Linked DNA regions of Ovis aries: region 2 is linked to region 1. A link is a contact called in public Hi-C data. All regions are on one chromosome and are shown on one strand. Each heading gives the region's core, a stretch centred on a gene start, on an enhancer-like site or on the middle of the called end of the contact. The rest is flanking DNA. Distances are from core to core; before and after follow the strand shown. Region 1 has its middle 48 kb from the start of EPCAM. Region 2 has its middle 84 kb from the start of EPCAM.

Region 1 (3,038 bases), core at 439-2,938:
ATAGAGATTTAAAAATTAATGCCCTGCACCTACTAGGCCACCAAAGGACTGGAAGTTCCATGCACAGCCTGGAAGTCCATTCCTCCATCTCCCATCCCCTCCTCTGCCCCTGCAGCCCTGGGCTGCGCCTGCAAAGGCTGCTCCATGATGTCAGCTTTCTTCTCAGTCTGGGCAGAATTGTGCAGAAAATACTGGGTAATGGGGAGTGAAGACCATCCCCATGGGACACAGGGGAATTGCCCCCATTTTTATCAACCTGATCTGCTTATTTGGGGCTCTGATCTCTAAGAGGCAATTTAATGCCCCCTCTTGAAACCCCAAAGTCACATACCCGGTCCCTGGGAAGCTGAGATAGTAAGAAAGCCCAGAGCTTCGGATTACTCTTTGATAAGAGTCTTGTTTAAACAGATCGCGTTGAAAAGCTGGGCTCATCCCCACACCTCTCTCCTTTCTTCCTCTCTTGCTTGGAAGATTGGAAGATTGTGCAGTCCCCCCTGAGACCCGGGCAATGACAGACCAACTGCACAGTGCTTTGAAACACGCGCCAATACGGTTCGCAGCCCTGGGTGCCATCATCCCCGTCCCATGCCCCCACCCCGCCACCCCGCCATCCCTCCATCCCCCCATCCCCCATTCCCCCACCCCCATTCCCCCTACCCCCGGCGGCGGGGGGGGGGAGGGGGGGTGAGGGGGAGAGCACACTGATTGCTTAGCCCTGTTTCTGGGCACATCCTACTGGAACTTACTCATTTACATTTTGAAACGAGAGCAAAGTTCATGGGTGTTTGGCTTCTGCACCCTAGGCGTTGCCCCAATCCTGGTTAGAAAAACACAGACAATAGCAGCCTTGGGGAACTGCCCTCTGAAAATAGCACAGCCCCACAGTATTTTGGAAGCACGTTTCTTTGTGGCGAGTCTTTCGCTCTGCGACAGTAGTTCCACCCAAAGATGTAAATAGCAATGAGAAAGGCCACTATTAGGTGGTGGTGGTGGTGTTTTTTTCCACTATTAGGTTTTGTGGTTGCAGGTTCTTTTTCCTCCACCGAAGAGTCGCTTATATTTTTACTTAACTGGAGATCAAAGTGTCCACAAGCGTGGAGGCCCTGTGGCCCTGCCCTTGAACTCTGATAGTTCCCTGCTTCCCCCTCACACCCCCTTTGAGCGCCCTAGCTGCTCTGTCTCAGCACTGTTCCCCTGGGTCCCCTTCTGAAGACTGGTCACCCCAGCTGCAAAATGGGGGTAACACAGTGCAGTCTCACTGGTGTTGGGAGGGTTGAGAGAGCAAGCAAAGCTCCAGGCCTCCCTCGACAGCCCCCGGCACCTAGGCCATGCTCCGGATGGGTTGTTGCCGGTCACCGGAGCTGCCCGAGGTGATGCGGGAGCAGGAATGAGGGCCCCTCTTTTCCCTCCCCTCCATGCAGACGCATTTAGCAGGCAGCCCCAGGGACTGGGCAGGGCCCTGGGGGCTTCAGGTGGAAGCAGCCTGCTCTGAGCCCTGCTTCCAGGTTTCCAGGCCCAGCCCTTCAGCGCAGAACTTTTTGTACATTCCACAGCAACTCAAAGGGCTTTTGTCCCCACAGGGGAAGAACAAACAACAAAAGCAATTGTGTGTCTCCTCACAGGCCCGCAAGCTTGGAAACAGAAACTTCTTTCTCCAAGAGACGGTTCTGCCTGAGTGGCGGTAGCCTCACAAGTGGGGCGCGGGGTCTGAGTTCCCACGTGTGTGCTAGGGTGCGCATCACACACACAATACACTCATACACACAAACCCAGAAACTGCTTCTGGTCAGACAGGGCTGGAAGTCAGAGGTGCCACAGCTGCAAGGGGCCTCGGGAAAGACACGCAGCCAGCCCCCCTCCCCCACCAGGAGACCAGGGAGTCCTATGGCTTGCCGCAGGTCACACGGTTCTTCTCAGGCCTCTCAGCCCAGTCTCACGAAGACCATCAGGCAGCATCTTCTAACGCGTGGGCTTCCCTGGTGGCTCAGCTGGTAAAGAATCCACCTGCAGTGCTGGAGACCTGGGTTCACTCCTTGGGTTGGGAAGATTCCCTGGAGAAGGAAACAGCTACCCACTCCAGTATTCTTGCCTGGAGAACCCCCATGGACGGTCCAGGTAGTCCTGGCAGGCTACATTCCATGGGGTTGCAAAATGCTGGACACAACTGAGCGACTTTCACTTCACCTCAAATACATGGTTATTTATCAAAAGGCCTATCAAAAGGTTGAAACACCAGATAGCCTGTGTGAGATCAATTACATGGAAGAAAGAATTCTGACGGAGAGCGGGTAGATCTCTCATTTTGCCATGTTCTGTCTTTTATTTCCCCCTTTTTCCAGTAACAGCCATAAAAGAAGAGCAAAGGTTTGAAGGGTTTTCCATTTTGTTCGTTAAAGGAAAAAGCTTTTCTTATCAAATGAAATTATTACACATCATTTTACTGCCTCCTTAGAGTCACCCGACCTGTCTTCCCTGCAGACGTGGCTGCCAGCATGCTCAGTGCTGAGTCTGAGGGTCAGCTGTAGCTGGCTCAGCCCAGGAGCATCTGGTGATCCTATCAGGTGTGTGCCCTGGGGCTTGCTTTTCTCTTTTGTGTCTCTTTGTGCATGCTCAGTCGCTCAGTCGTGTCCGACTCTTTGCACCCCCGTGGACTGTGGCCCACCAGGCTCCTCTGTCCGTGGAATTTTCCAGGCAAGAAAACTGGAGTGGGTAGCTATTTCTTACTCCAGGGGATCTTCCTGACCCAGGAGTCGAACCCGAATCTCGTTCTGAAAACTAACAGGCGGATTCTTTACAACCGTACCACCTGTGAAGCTGCGTCTTGTTGTACCCCGAATTTAAATATCATGAGCAATCTTTATGCTGTGAAAAAGCATTCTTCAGCCTGGAGGGGTTGGAAAATGTCAGTGTTGTTTCCAGCTCCACCTGACTGACCAGTTCTACATCAAGCAGGATGTCCGTCCCCTCTCTCTAGGCCTCGATTTCCTCATTTGTGAAATATGGATTGACCTGCCGGTACCTGTCAAGTTTGCCTTTTA
Region 2 (2,811 bases), core at 258-2,757, 37 kb before region 1:
AGCCAGCAGCCATTGCTGGCTTGTGAAAGGCTAGTTTCTCCCGCCATGCTTTGAATTTTGTGAATCACTGGGTAATTGACCACCACCCCCCACCCCCACCCCCGCCCCCAACCTCCTGCCGGAAGTCTGCCTTGACTTTTTGGGTGTATTTGCTAAGTCACTTCAGTCGTGTCCGACTCTGTGCGACCCCAAAGACAGCAGCCCACCAGGCTCCGCCGTCCCTGGGATTCTCCAGGCAGGAACACTGGAGTGGGTTGCCATTTCCTTCTCCAATGCATGAAAGTGAAAAGTGAAAGTGAAGTCGCTCAGTCGTCCGACTCAGCGACCCCATGGACTGCAGCCTACCAGGCTCCTCCATCCATGGGATTTTCCAGGCAAGAGTACTGGAGTGGGTTGCCATTTGGGTGTATGGTTACATGCAAAGTCAGAACTGTCGGTTTGGCAGGCCAGGTTCCCTGTTTATTTACCATGAATTCTGTTTGGTCTCTCCAGGCTCATTGAATGACCAGGGGCAGAAAACCTTCATTGGCTGGGGCGCTTCTCTAAAGGAGAAGCAGCAGAACATAAAGGGAGCAAATACTCCCATTTCCTGTCCAATCAAGGATAAACCCATGCTGTCCTCAAGGGCCATTTGCATCTGGTCACACGTTACCTGATCCCCTGGAGGAGGGGCTGGCAACCCACTCCAGTATTCTTACCTGGAAAATCCCTTGGACAGAGGAGCCTGGTGGGCTACAGTCCATAGGATCACAAAGAGTAGGACAACTGAGTGACTTAACATGTACTCACGCCACATCTATGATCTTTGTGAGCACCCGCCACAGACAGTCTATTCTCCAAAGACAGCCAGGAGGTCGAATAAGATCATAAATGCTCATAAACTTAAGTTAGACTGTCTCTCTTCTCAAATCCCTGTAATGGCTCCCCATCTCACTTGCGGTAAAAACAGAAGTTTCTGCCTAGGCCTAAAGGTTCCAAGTGCTCTGGCCCCTGCTTCTTAATGACTTATTGGAGCCTCTGTCTACAGCTTCGCTATCACTCACTCCTGTGGCCATATCCACCTGCAGTCCCATGAACTCAGCAGACATGCTCCCATCTCAGACTCTGGCTCTTGCTAGTCCCTCTGCCTGGAATGCTGTTTCCCTAGTTGTCCACGTGACCCACCCCCTCACCTCCTTCAGGTCCTTATTTAAATGCCATCTTAGGGAGAGAGGCTTTCCCTGTCTTTCCTGTCTAAAATAACACCCTCCCTCATCCTCTGGGCCATTGGCCTGTTCGGCCCCTCAGTTGCTATTCTATCATTTATCACAACCTGACATATTACTTATTTCTGTTTATTTGCATGTTGTCTGCCTTCCCAACAAGTATATAAGCTCCATAAGGACAGAGAACTGTTTTCTTTCTCATCCGTTTATTTCGGTATCCATTTTTATTTCTCATCCAGCATCTAGTAAACAGCCAGGCTCATATTCAGTGCTCAGTACATTTGTGAAATGACTGCATGAATGTGCCAGGCAGTAAGCCAAGTACCAGGACAGACCGTGAAAAAGCCTGGGCTCTTGCCCTTGAAGAACAGACTGGCAGACAGGCAAATAATTACAAACTAGAGAGATGAGAGTTCTGTCCAAGTACAGATGCATGTAAAGTGCACTCGAGGGCTCAAGGAAGGATATGATTCACTCTGCCTGGAGATCAGTGGAAAGCGTGAGGATGACGCCATTGGGCAAAGGAGAAAGGGAAAAGGCATTCCAAACTGAGATAGGAGTGAAGAGCGAGCACAAAGGCAGAGGTATGAAAACATTAACTTGTTCAGGGAACTAGCAGGTAGGCTGGCCTGGCTGGAATGCAGGATGCAAGGCAGGTGTGGCAGGAGGTAAGCTTGGAAAGATTGGTTGAGGACAGATTATTAAGGGCTTGTTAGAATGATGATGACTGACTCTCTAGATTTCAGATCCATGCCAGGCCTGTGGGGACATTTCAGGGCAAAGAGCTTATTTCTAATCTCCGGACAGGGTGCCACAGGAGCAGCCATGTCCTGCCGCTGGGGAAGGCCTGGGCTATAGGCTAGGGTCTGAGCACCCGTGGGAGCAGCCTGGTGGCGCTGCTTGCCTTCCTGTTACTGACCTAAACAAGACCCTCAAGTAGGATCCTCCCAGCTCCGCAGAGCCCAAGTGTCCTGGGCCACAATTCTTCAACTTCATCACCGAAAGTCCAAGTTTCAAAATGTCCTTATTTTGCAATCTGACTCAAAAGGGTGGGGAGTGGAAAAATTGTAGACAGCAGCCACCAAGGGACCGTGGCTTAATATAACTGGTGACCTGGGAAACAAGAGAGGCAGAAAATAAGTTCCCTCTTGGACTGACGAACGGAGAGGGCCTGTCATAGCTGACTCAAAATCAAGACTTTTCCTTCAAGCAGGGGAAGCGCATTTGCGTGCTTGCAGGACAAGAGGATTCTTTTCTTCGGCTTCCTCCTGGGTTATGTTGATCCTCTCCCACCCCTTCTCCACCTCAATCCTTCCCTCCAGACTTCCTTTCTTTTTTTTTCTCTTCTCTTGTGTCCTACCCTGCTTTCCTCTCCTCCCCTCCTTCTCTATTCCTTTAGCTTAAGCACAAGACAGATATTAATTTTTCAAATATATTTATTATTTATTTATTTGGCCGCACTGGGTCTTCGCTGTGGCATGTAAACTCTTAGCTGCAGCCTGTGGGACCTAGTTCCCTGAACAGGGATTGAACCCGAACCGTCTGCATTCAGACTGAGGAGGCTTAGCCGCTGGACCACCAGGGAAGTCTGAGACAGATATTTAAA

What was found. Hi-C and Micro-C count contacts between places; a contact is called where the count stands out from the background.
Region 2: a Hi-C map of tail adipose tissue shows a contact between it and region 1, with 2.5 times the contacts expected there. The contact joins two enhancer-like sites. A contact is called at or near these places in 6 of 16 Hi-C or Micro-C datasets (hypothalamus, liver, omental adipose tissue and 2 more).

Annotation. Positions count from the first base shown.
Region 1 is chr3:77,077,726-77,080,763 of ARS-UI_Ramb_v3.0, reverse strand. No RefSeq gene overlaps it. Among named protein-coding and RNA genes, the nearest start is that of EPCAM, 48 kb to the right of the region's middle. Within about 2 kb of position 1,688, at least 27 of the 54 cell types and tissues checked have an H3K27ac peak or open chromatin away from gene starts, as enhancers often do. A contact at or near this core is called in hypothalamus and tail adipose tissue, where this site is marked.
Region 2 is chr3:77,114,322-77,117,132 of ARS-UI_Ramb_v3.0, reverse strand. No RefSeq gene overlaps it. Among named protein-coding and RNA genes, the nearest start is that of EPCAM, 84 kb to the right of the region's middle. Within about 2 kb of position 1,507, at least 19 of the 54 cell types and tissues checked have an H3K27ac peak or open chromatin away from gene starts, as enhancers often do. A contact at or near this core is called in hypothalamus and tail adipose tissue, where this site is marked.